Linked DNA regions of Gossypium hirsutum: region 2 is linked to region 1. Evidence: chromatin contacts called from public Hi-C data. All regions are on one chromosome and are shown on one strand. Each heading gives the region's core, a stretch centred on a gene start, on an enhancer-like site or on the middle of the called end of the contact. The rest is flanking DNA. Distances are from core to core; before and after follow the strand shown.

Region 1 (6,643 bases), core at 1,470-3,969:
ATAAGAAATTATGGTCTTGTGATGGGATCGTGCACCTACCCTTTAGGAAGAACTAGGGACCCAACCACCACGGAAGCAAATGCATGTCTTCAGGCTATCATATTTGGGGAAGAATTGAGATTTCGAGACCTTGTTGTGGAAGGTGATGCCTTAACTATTTTTTAAAAAATCAAGTCTGTTTCAGAGGATACATCGGTGATTGGTAACATAATTGATGAAATAAAAAAGAAAAGACCCAGATTTCTTAACTTATATTTTCAATATAGCCCTTGGAAGGAAAATGAAGCAGCGCACACTCTCGCAACACGAGGGCACAGTCTTTCTGGCTCGATCTATTGGATGGAAGAGGTACCTTCGAAAGTAGAACCTAATGTCGTCAAAAATCAAAGAAGGCTCTTGGAACAATAAAGGTTTATTTTTGTCTTTCTGAGTTCGGGGACAGCTTATTTCTCCGACGAACTCAATTTTGGAGTGGTCTAGTATGGTGCTTCAAAGGAAAACACAACGATGGCAATACACCAATAGACTCCGGTGTGTTTACAAATGTAGAGAAAAGGAAATGTGTTTAGGATCAGGAAAGGTTTTGTGGTTTAGTTGTTAGGTTTTCTTTAATTTTTAGGAATTCAGGCTCTTTCATTTCTTTAGTTAATGTTTTAGGAAAGCTCGAGGCACCGTCTCAGTTACCAGCAGGCTTGTAACAACTATTAGGACAACTGTTTCTTTCCGTTTACCTTGTGTGTTTTAATTTTCTTTTTTTCAATGCATATTGACTTTGTTTCAAAAAAAAATTGAAAACTTTCAAAGTGATTTATTTTAATATATATATATATATATAAAGGTATACTTGCAAATTTGAAAAGTTTATGTTCTTGGATAATTCTGATGCTGACAAGTGGCACCATTAATTGCTTGACACTTTAATCTTTTTTTAATATTATGATTAGTTGACCCATTAGTATCTAACATTTTTAATTGCTTTAATTTTAATTTTTTAAATAAATACTACTACTTTTCATATATGATAATTCATGGAGTTACACCCATCATAGTTAGTTTTGAAATCAAATGATTATATTTGCATTTACATTTTAGGTAATTTTGCCACTTATATTACTATTTAGTCAAGCAATGTACTTAATTTACTAAAAATATAATATTTTTAGACCTAATTTTAGTTTGTCAATTCTTTAGTGGATTAATTATTGATGTTGGAAGCTATAAAAAAGGCTTAACAACAAATTTGGCCACTAACGTTTGTATGTTTTGTCAAAATGACCCTAATTATATTTTTTAGTCGTTTTTGGCTATCAACCTTTGTTCATTTTTTCAATCTACTTTTTCTAACAGATTTAATAAAAATACCATTAAAAAAGTTAACGGGGATGATGTAGAATTTCAAATGTAGAATATTTTTATTGATATATAATTTATTACTTAGATAACCCAATAAGACAATTACATGTGAAAAATAATAAAATAAATCATACATTAAATTTAAAAAAATAACTCTTAATTTTAAAAAAATAAGCGTAATTATCTAAAAAAATTAACCCAGTAGAAAAACTTTTCAATAAACAAACGTATGAAAGATTGAAACCTTTTGAAAGAAAACAAATATTGAAACCTTGAATTTATTTATTAAATCTATTAGAAAAAAACATATTGAAAAAAGGAATGAATGTTAATGGCCAAAAAAAGCTCAAAAATATAATTAGGACCATTTTGACAAAACATACAAATGTTAGTGGCCATTTTGATCGAATGATGGACTTGACAGATCAATGTTATCAGGGTTGAAACTTTTTTTTGTGCTTTCAAAGAATTTTAGTTGGTTTTTGTGTAAAAAAGAGTTGATCAAAGGCGACTCCGGCAACTTCTACAGAATGGAAGAGTAGGAAATATAGCGAGTGCTAGGGTTACGTAATAGCAAAAAAAAACTTAAATAATTATGTAATTTTTTATTTTAATTATTATTATGTTTAAAAGATATTTCAATCATTTCAGGTAGGTCCAAGTTTTTTTTTCAAAATAGTTTAAATAAATTAAATATTAATAGTTAACATTATGTATAAATTATGGTTAATATTATGTATATTTTGTTTTATGATTTGATGTATATATAATTTAACATTCATGGAAGTTAATACTTTTTACATTATATGTTTTTAAAACTAATGAAATATTTAAAATTATAATATTATAATGAAATAAGTATTTTAATTTTCTTTTTATTTTTTCAATTAAATTATATTTTATCGCTTGTAATATATGTTGATTAAACAAAAAAAATTACAATAACTGGTGCATCGCACGACAAAGAAAACTAGTTGCATTTTTATATAAAATTATCGAAAATCGAAAATATTTTCTTTTGAAAATTAATTATCGAAAATATTGATATGCAAATATGGTTGTTACAAGTTCATTTATACTGCTAAAAATAATTACTTACAAAAAGAAAGGGCCCGTTAGCACATAATTTAGAGCTCGTAGTCCCTCAAACAAATCAAAGAATCAGTAAAATAATATATATAAATTTGATATCTATAAGCTGTGATCCAACAAAATATTAAACCCCAGCCACTTGTTGGGACCTGACTGGATTAGACCCTAAATTAACGAACCCTTTGAACTGATAGCACTCTAATACACTTCCAAATCTAAGATGGGTCCAGACCCACATGCAGGGAGGGGGACCACACGAACCTTAACCTGTTGCAGCAACAGCCATGAATTCAGTCCCTGGTTAAAGCTTGCTGAATCTTTGGAGGGGTCTTATAATCGAATAGGTAGACCATAATTGAGGTAGGTTCGAATCCGTCCATCCCAGCCTGCAGTAACTATGACAAGTCCCCACTTGTGGGAACTCAACATGCTTTGATAGGCACTTTTCAAAACCTTTAACTCGAACTTGCACATGTCAGATGCAACTGTCACCGGACTCGCGTTGGGGAGTGTCTCTTCAGGCCAAGTTGGAGACCCCTTTGTTAATGACTCCAATAGAACACGCGTTAAAGAGAAACAATCTGGTGAAGAATTAGGCATAGGTTGTTCCGGCTCCACCTTTGGACTTTGATGTTTCTGCCCGCTTGGGTGGCTGTTTCTCCTCACATCCCCACCACCCAGTTCTAGGGATGTAAGTGTTGCTGGAATGGTCTCAATTCCACGCCAAGGTATAGCAACCGATGCATTGTGGGAGAGGAAACTCTCGCAAGACGAAATGCTTTTCAGCTTGGAACTGTTCTTCTCCTGGTTAGCGTAATTCCAGATGTAGATATTGGAATCCTCGCTGGCTGAGATGATCTGTTTCCCATCTTGGCTAAAAGTTGCAGATATCTGACTCGTTGCAACTCGAAAGCCGGATGCTGGAAGATGAAAAGAAGCTAAATCAACTACCACCTCGTGATCACGAGATTATATAAACAGAAGTGTGAAATACTCACCCTTCACTTTGCATATGACATCTCTCCCGGACAAGACACGGACAAGTGAATCAGCTGAAGTAATGATCACTTTACTTGGATCAGTAGGAGAGAACTACAAAGTGAAACAGCAATATGTAAGCCTTCACCTGGGAGAAAAAAATATAATGAAAAAGAAATGTAAGGATTAAATTTAACCACCTCGAAGCCAGTTATCCTTTTTCCAGGTAACTTTTTTTGCCTTGTAAATATATCGGTTCATCAAGTTGAAGTCGAGTACCTATAGGAACAGTTAAAATTATTCACCGAGGTTTAAGCAGAAACTACTAGCAACAAAAGGACCATTGGTGCAGAACACTGTATGTTTATTGCAAAACCAACCACCTTAATATTCAATGTTGGATGAACTTAATATTATCCCATATGTTCAATAGCCCCATTAATGTACTATAAAATCCAGGCTTTTGTACATGAACATACCTATTACATCATAGAAGCGGCAGCTGCCAGTCATTGAACCAACAATTCCTCCCTACAATAATCAAACATTATTATTTTTTAAATCTATTAAATTTCAGGAAGAAACCAAAATTTTCAACAAGCTAATAAAAGCAAAAGATTTGAAAAACCTTTCCATCAGGCCGATAACAAACAGCAGTGACTATATCCCTTACATCTGTATAATCAATGACTCGACAACGAAGCACTTCCCAAATGCGAACTTTTCCATCAATTGAACCACTGATGAAATAATTGTCATCCACAGGGTTGAAGGCAACAGAAGTTACTACAGAATAATACACATGTTAATGTCGTGTAATGAAAGATGATGACCAGCTAACAAAACAAAAAAATGTAATTAACTACTATTTCTGTACAGCTAGGATTAGGGTTATGGAAGGCCTACCATAATTGTTATGAGAAAAAACCCTCAAGCATCCATAGTATCCCACTTGCCACAGACGAACGGTCATGTCGACAGAAGATGACAGTAGAAACTACAATAAAGGATATATATTATATTTTTATTTGTTAATAGAGATTGAAAGCAACTTAACAAGGAAGATGAAGCCTAGGAACTTTACCCCTTTCTTAGACCAGGAAAGAGCCAAAATTTCTGCGCTGTGCCCCTGGAATTCATGCACAGGCTTCTCCAAAACTCGGAAGACCTTGGGTGGGAAAATGACGCAAGTTGAATCGGATGATCTCCTTAACCTCTTAATCTTATCTATATTTTCTTTATCGACATTAAGAGGAATCAGCTGTGAGAGATGATTCATTCTGAAGTAGAGACATGACGGATCAAGGTCTTGGATATCAAATTTGTCTAAACTGTCATCCTCAACAATCTTCCATACACGCACAATACAATCTTCACCTGCAGTTGCTAGGAATTCGCCATCCAGACTGAACTTCATCGTCAAGATGGACCCTTCATGTGCTACAAATTCTTGCCCACAATAAAGGGAAGACAACTCCTTGGAATGCTTGCTAGATGGATGAGGTCTTACCCTTTTCATCCTTTCCCCGGGCACCGAATCATGATTATCGGGCTTCGATGAAACATCAACATGTCTATCAACAATATGAGCCATGGCACCTAATTTTCTTAACCAACTCCTTTTCACTTTCCTTTTCACATCTATTGCAGGTCTTCCGTTGACCTCCCCATCCAAGTGCCGCTCAACCAAAGGAGACAACATAGTAGTTCGCTCAGACACTTGGGAACAAACAGATCTACTTGAACTTGAACTTGGTAAACAACTTTTTATTCCATTCTGATACTGTTCAACTGTTACTGATTCCACTTGACCATCCAAATTATCGGCTTGACATGCAAAACGATCCTCAGGCTGTTGAGCATCATTGATCCGAGAAGACACCAAGGACTGGTTGGATGAAACCCCATGTTCAAGACCTGAAGTCCTCAACACAGCTCCACTATCTAGTGAGATTCTAGAAATTCCCAACTCAAGTTCATCCCTGTCGGAACTACCAGGAACCTCCCCGGTAATCGAATTCCCATCGAAATTTAGATCCATCCATCTTCTAAAGTTATGCCGACGCTTATCAACACTTTGTGGGAACGCAGACCAGAACTCGAAATGATCAAAACTATCCAAAAAATCATTAACTAAGGCTAAATCAGGACTAGGACCACATTCCTCAGATGCAGAAGAAATCTCCTCCCTGCTATCAAAGAATTTATCATCTTCTTCTTCTAAATAACTCCCCATTATATACCCTTGTTTCCTCTCCTCTCAATCCATGAAAATCCTGAAACATCAAGTCACTACTAAGTTTTCGCCCTCAATCTAAGAATTCTTTTGTTTTTTTAATTTCATATTTTCCCTTATATTATTTCAAGAACAACATAAATGATAAAACCACCGACAAACGTGTAAGAAGGAACATAAAAAGGACATGTATTTGCAGGAAATTCTCAAACACCAAAAGACAAAGATGAGAGGGCTTTAAAGAAAACTAAAAGAAAAAAAAAGGAAGACCCAAATCCATAAAACAAAAGAAATAGAAACCCAGAAAAAAGAAGAGATATACTCACCAGGGTCACCACGAAATAATTGGTCAAAACCCCAGAATACCACAGATTTCCTCACTTGAACAAACCCCCTCTTGCCCCTTCTTTCTTTCTTTCTCTCACAACAATTACAGCCAAAATAATAAAATAATAATAAATGAAAGCAAGAACAAGTGTTGGGAATGGCGTAAACACAAAGGAGGAGAAGATCCTAATTTCTAAAGGGGGGGTTGATAGGTGGTGGTTTATTTGTTTCTGTATCTGTTCTGTCTGTGTCTGCTTTAATTCTCTCTTTGAAGTCAATTGCTTTGGTTAGTCCGTTGGTCTGTTTTTTGCTTTTTTGGCTTTGGTGATTTTCTTTCTCTTACCAAAGTTAAAATAATATTAGTAGTGTGTGTTGAGTTCTTTCTAATCGCCATCTCTTTTAAGACAGCAGTTAAGTTTCACGACTTGAAAAATCATAATTCTTTGAATCATTATTTATTCCTAAAACTAGCCAAAATGAAAATTGAAAATGAGCGTTCAACAAAATCCAAAATTTTGAAAAAGAGACGAATCATTATAACCGTGTGACTTGCACTTTCGTCCCGGCCTTCACACAGTAGCTAACGACCTTTTTTTTAAAGGGAAAACTACAGCCATACTCGCCCAAATTCAACTATTTACTCCCTCAATTTTTCGA
Region 2 (6,643 bases), core at 2,731-5,230, 74 kb after region 1:
ATGTGAAGGAGTCAAAGTTAGATCCGAGGGCAAAAAAAGCTCTCTTTATGGGAATCACTTCTGGAGTGAAGGGATTTCGTCTTTGGTGCTTAAGCACAAAGAAAATGATCTGTAGCAGAGATGTTACCTTTGATGAATCTGCCACATTGAAAAAGGTAGCAGATAAAGATATTCAGACGAGCAATACTCCACAGCAGGTGGAGTGTACTCCAAAACAGTTGGAGTTTGAGCAGATGGGGATTTGCCCAGTTAATAAGTCTAATTCTCCAGCCACAATGGAGGAATTAGAGGTTGAAGAGGTTCTGACCCAAGAACCACTAAGTACACCAGAACCAGTTGCAGTTGCAAGGCCACGAAGAGAAATTCGTAAACCTGCTCGATTTACTGATATGGTGGCCTACGCCCTTCCCGTTGTTGATGATATTCCTATCACTTATCAAGAAGCAATGCAAAGCTTAGAAAGTGATAAATGGAAAAGCGCCATGGATGAAGAAATGCAGTCTCTCCTGAAGAACAATACTTGGGAATTGGCGCAATTACCGAAAGGTAAAAGGGCAATCGGATGCAAGTGGGTATTCGCAAAGAAAGATGGATCTCCTAGCAAGAAGGATATTCGCTACAAGGCAAGATTGGTAGCTAAAGGCTACGCTCAGAAGGAGGGAATTGACTACAATGATGTATTTTCCCCTGTTGTGAAGCATTCCTCCATTAGAATTTTGTTGGCCTTGGTAGCACAGTTGAATTTGGAGCTAGCTCAACTTGATGTTAAGACGGCTTTCTTGCATGGTGAGTTAAAAGAGGAGATCTATATGACTCAGCCTGAAGGATACACAGATGCTGGTGGTAGAAATTGGGTTTGTAAGCTGAACAAATCGCTATATGGATTGAAGCAATCCCCGAGGCAGTGGTACAGGCGATTTGATAGCTTTATGAGAAGGCAGAAGTACACAAGAAGCAAATATGACAATTGTGTGTATTTGCAGAAGCTGCATGACGGATCTTTCATTTATCTACTCTTGTATGTTGATGATATGTTAATCGCTTCGACGAGCCAAAAAGAGATAGATAAGCTGAAGGCTCAGTTGAATCAAGAGTTCGAGATGAAAGATCTAGGTAAGGCCAAGAAGATTCTCGGCATTGAGATAAGTAGAGATAGACAGAGAGGCAAGCTTTGTTTGAATCAGAAGCAATATTTGAAAAAGGTATTACAATGTTTTGGTGTAAATGAAAACACAAAACATGTAAGTACCCCACTTGCTTCTCATTTGAAACTTAGTGCTCAATTATCTCCGAAAACTGAAAAAGAAAGAGAATATATGGCAAAAGTCCCATATGCTAATGCAGTTGGGAGTTTGATGTATGCGATGGTGTGTACGCGGCCTGACATTTCACAAGCTGTTGGAGTTGTGAGCAGGTATATGCATGATCCTGGAAAAGGACATTGGCAAGCTGTGAAATGGATTCTACGGTATCTTCGAAAAACCGTAGATGTTGGTTTAATTTTTGAGAAGGATGAAGCACTTGGTCAGTTTGTAGTTGGATATGTTGATTCCGACTTTGCTGGTGATTTAGATAAACGTCGTTCAACTACGGGGTATCTGTTTACTCTTGCGAAAGCCCCAGTGAGTTGGAAGTCTACCTTACAGTCTACAGCAGCTGTGTCTACTACAGAGGCAGAATATATGGCAGTTACAGAAGCTGTTAAGGAGGCTATTTGGCTTAATGGATTGTTGAAAGACTTAGGAGTTGTTCAAAGTCACATAAGTTTATATTGTGACAGTCAGAGCGCTATTCATTTAGCGAAAAATCAAGTCTATCATTCAAGAACCAAGCATATCGACGTAAGATATCACTTTGTGCGGGAAGTCTTTGAAAAAGGAAAAATTCTACTTCAGAAGATTCCGATAGCAGATAATCCCGCAGATATGATGACCAAGGTGGTAACAACAATCAAGTTTAATCATTGTTTGAACTTGATTAACATCCTGAGAATTTGAGCACCTTCAGGTGTATGGCGCTCGAGAGCGCATTTGTAGGCACTACAAAAGATAGCTTTATCGAATTTGGGGAGTTGAAGGAAGTGTGTGAAGATGTGATTATCCTAATCAAATCTTCAAGGTGGAGATTGTTAACATTAATGGAAGACAATTAATAATGGTTGCCATTAACATTAATGGGAGACAATCAATAATGACAACCACCAACTTTGGAAAAGTGGCAAGGGATAATTTTTTTTTGGTCCTTGAGATAATGGGCTATTTTTTGTTTGGTCCTTGAACCTCAACTATAAATAGGCCTTCTCATTTCTCATTTCAATTCATCCCAACCAATCTTTCTCTCTTAGTTTTCTCTCTTCTCCCATTTGAGAATTCTTAAGGAATTCTATTTGTTTGTAATATTTTGGAGATAGTAAAGTTATCATCTGGTTTTAGTAGCCCGAGGACGTAGGTATAATTTACCGAACCTCGTTAAAACTCTTGTGTTCTTTTTGTCCTATTTTTCTTTCAATATTTGAGGGTATAATAGTAGTATTTAATTGTGCTATTAAATTACGTTAGAAGGAATATTCTGACTAAGGAAAGACTTGGTATTTAAGAGATCCTTGTGATCCACCTCTCTTCCCTGAGAATTGAACTTTGTGTGATTTTTTAGTACAATAATTTACACGCTTCCGATCCTATTGGAACAACAGCTATTAGATAGTTGTACAAGGCAATAAGCAATTAAGACTGTAAAAACTAGTAGTAATTTACATTGTTTGATCTAATGTAAAATATGAAAAGCAGAATTACAAAGTTAAAAGAAAACCCATTTTCATTTATTCCTAAAACAATGATAAGAAAATAACTGAAAAGCATTACCTTCGATTGGTATAATAGGCTCTAGCACCATTAAGAACATGACCATAAGTGTCTAGCATGAAAATGAGATTAGTCACTATTGCTTTTGCAGTCTCGTACATTTTACTTGCCAGCAGGCCTCTGCACAAACATATTAAACATCAATCCCCATTAAGATTTTAAACTAAGGTATGTTGATTCCTTAAAAACTCCAATAAACTGTGAAGCCACATGGAAGCAATTTCCAAGAGAATATTCCTTTATGATCCTAAAACTAAAAACATTATGATGAAGTCAAAAACTAACCTGATAACCCAATAAGAATCCCAATAATAAACCTCAGTGAAACGTGAACCAGGAATTATTACAGGCCTTGGCAAAGGAAGCAGAGTATGCAATTCAGGATCATGAAGAACCGAGCTCGAAACTTTCCTGCTAAAATTCTTCCATAAAGCATGGACTTCCAATGCCCAACCTCTCACCTCTGGGTTCTCCACCTTGGGCAAAAAGCCATGCGGCTCAGGTACAAAATCCACTGGCTCAGCATATACAACATCATCCCCTGCATCATTAAAGTACTTCCCGATAAACCCTTCAAAATCCTTAACAGAAACTGACCCATTTTCCGTCTTGGGATGTTTATCGAATGCTTCCACGGTGGTGGAAAGATTAGACTTTAACGACAAGTCTACATAGTGTTTAGGATCAAAATTCGATTTCCCATAAGTTTGCAAAGCAGTTTCTTGGACACGTACAAGGAAACTTAGTAAGGGTGTTACAGGGATTACGGGACCCGGACCTTTGGTACATGATGATGGAGGTGAAAGTGGGTTAGTGAGGGCCATTGGAGGCAGCGACTGTGAAAGAATGAACACTGAAAAGAGAAAAAGGAAATGCCTTTTACGGTAGGTGTGGTAAAGAAATGGGGCCATAATGATGGGTAGAATCGAAGGAGATTGAACGAGACATGGATTAACGCGTGTTGAATTTTAAGGATCTGAAAAAAAAACAAAGTAAGAAAGGACGGCCGGTAATGTAATCGCAAAACGACGGTAATCAGGATTTACGATAAGGACTAAGCACGTGGACAACCACTGTAACATTGATATATAGGCAAAAAAAAAAAAAGCCTATACAACATACATTGGATTTGTGAGAGTTTGAAGTTGACTACGACTGTGGACAATGGTTAGCCAAGTGGATGAATGTAATTGCTGGTTAATAAAGAAATGGTGACAGTCATGTTCTTTGAAAATATTCGGAATGGCGTTTGTGTACATATTGATAAAATCAAAAGAAGGGATATTAGCATATATTGAAACTGGGGAAGAAAGGGAATTCGATGGTGAATTCTCCCATGGTTTTTGGATTTTGGTTAGAATGTAGGGGGTAGAAAGTAATATTTATGTTCTGAAAGTGATATGTATTAGTATTTGTGTTTGTTTTCATATCAAAATTTTGTATCAATAGATATAAATAAAATATAATATTTATATAGATTAATATTGAGACAAACAATTTACAATATATCGAAATTATTGAAATATGCATAAATTTAAAAGATATAATATACCAAAATGTATGTACTAATCTGCACCATACAGATAACCATGATTTTGGTATTCTAAGTTGTTTAGCTAGATAAGAAGGTTATATTTTTGGCTCCTCAAATTTCAGCTCGATGGTTCGCACGGATGTTATTGACCCCTTCGGTAAAAGCATATTTTTTATTTGGAAACGATCAGTTCTCTCCTCTCGATCTTGTAACGATCTGAAAGTTGTTGGTGTTGGAGAAATTCGATTTCAGGACTTTAATTCCGTAAATCGATATTGTAAATATTTTTATTAAATATTTATGGAGTTATGTTCTAGGTGAATTAATTTTTGGATAGACAAGTTTATCGAATTAATGATTAATTAAGGTACAAGAATCAAATTGTAAAAGTAGTAAAAGTTTAATTGCTATAGACTTTTAATTAAGAAATGAACCAAAGGACTGAAATAGCAATTAAACCATGTCATTATACTTATTAGCAAACATGGGTCATTAAATTGATTAATATAATAGGGTAAAATACCAATAAAAGCCTCTTTTTTTTAAATTACTGAAATGGGCCAAGTAAAAAATTAATTACCGGAATGGGCCAATTTCCCCGAAAACGCGTCCACATCAACATGTTGTTAGGTGACAAAGTATGAAAACGCTTCCTCAAGGAAGCGCTTTGTCCACGTGGACAGAAAACGTTTCCTTGAGGGCGCGCTTTGTGTCCACGTGGACAAAGTGCTTCCTTGAAGAAGCGTTTTTCCCGTGTCTCCTGTGTTAGGGTCAGGGTTTTGGATTTTGGGTTTAGGGGTAGGGTTTTGGAGTTTTTGGGTTTTTGGGTTTAAAGAAAAAATTAAATAAATAAGGGTTTAGGGTTTAGGGCTTCTTAATTGAATTAATTATAAATTTTTCAAAATTAGATTAGGGTTTCGTGTTTATGATTTTTAAGGAAAAAATCAATTAAATTAGAGTTTAAGGTTACTTGAGTAATTTAATTATAAATTTTTAAAAAATCATATTAGGGTTTAGTGTTAAGGGTTTTTAAGGAAAAATAAAATAAATTAGGGTTTAGGGTTACTTGAGTAAATTAATTATAAATTTTAAAAAAATTAGATTAGGGTTTAGGGTTTAGAGTTTAGAGTTTAAGGAAAAAAATTCAAATAAATTAGGGTTTGGGGTTTAGGGTTGCTTAATTAAATTATTTGTTAATTTAAAAAAGCTCCCACGTGGACTCTCTTTTGCTACAGTAGTTCCTGAAAAAATAATTTCGAGAAGACGTTTCTGAGCAAATAGTTTCAAAAATGCTTTAAGCAAGATGCTTTGTCAGCAAAAGTACTAAAAAAAGCTCCCACGTAGATGCTCTTTTGCTACAGTAGTTCCTGAAAAAATAATTTTGAGAAGACGTTTCTGAGGAAATAGTGTCAAAAACGCTTTAAGAAGGATGCTTTGTCAGCAAAAGTACTGAAAGAAGCTCCCACGTGGACGCTCTTTTGCTACAGTAGTTGCTATTTGGCCTGAGGCTATAAATGAGCCAAATTTTTTTCTCAGATTGCATAAGTTACAAAAAAAAAATTAGAGAGGCTAAGAAGGATAGAAATTGAATATGAGTGAACGTATTAGTGTTGTTATTTACTATGATGGTGAGGTTCGTCACACCGAGAACGGTGTTGTTTTTTTATCGGAGAATACAGTGCGACTAGTTTTTAACCAGTACATAGATTTGACAAAAATTCGTAAAAGAATTAGGCGTAAAATATTCGGAACGACACCAATAATAGTTCTGTCTATTACGTATCGATTTTGTTCTTCTGTTGATCCGGTGACATATGACTCGTTCGACATAAAAGGTGCTCGTAGCTTGGAGGCAATGGTGCAGACTCATCTCGCTAGTGGAGCACCCTATATTGAGTTATATGTACAATTTACATCGCCAAATGATACACTTGCGACTGTTGTTCGAGAGGTATACACGACCCCCATTCGACACTTGGTTAGTGGGTTACAAAATATAGAACCGCCCATGTTTGGTAGCAGTATGGAATACACAACCCCTGCACGACACTCCGTCAGTAGATGGGACATGCACCTCAGTGGGTCGATGTTTGATGCTAAAAATACGTACTGGGGAACAACATCAACTTCAAGTGGTTGGCAATCTACATCCAATTGGGGACGTTATGAAATGCCCAGAAGAAAGGATGATGTATTCCTTACTACGTCCACCGGTGAGGGGACCTCGTACGTTGCAGATGATGGTGGG

The links. A called contact is a pair of places that touch in the nucleus more often than the background predicts.
Region 2: a contact with region 1 is called in a Hi-C map of leaf, with 2.6 times the contacts expected there. The contact joins two enhancer-like sites. A contact is called at or near these places in 2 of 34 Hi-C or Micro-C datasets (both in leaf).

Annotation. Positions count from the first base shown.
Region 1 is chrD03:35,398,627-35,405,269 of Gossypium_hirsutum_v2.1, forward strand. It overlaps LOC107950714. Among protein-coding and RNA genes, the nearest start is that of LOC107950715, 14 kb to the left of the region's middle. Within about 2 kb of position 2,720, at least 7 of the 9 cell types and tissues checked have an H3K27ac peak or open chromatin away from gene starts, as enhancers often do. A contact at or near this core is called in leaf, where this site is marked.
Region 2 is chrD03:35,471,666-35,478,308 of Gossypium_hirsutum_v2.1, forward strand. It overlaps the pseudogene LOC107950713. Among protein-coding and RNA genes, the nearest start is that of LOC121215825, 31 kb to the left of the region's middle. Within about 2 kb of position 3,981, at least 5 of the 9 cell types and tissues checked have an H3K27ac peak or open chromatin away from gene starts, as enhancers often do. A contact at or near this core is called in leaf, where this site is marked.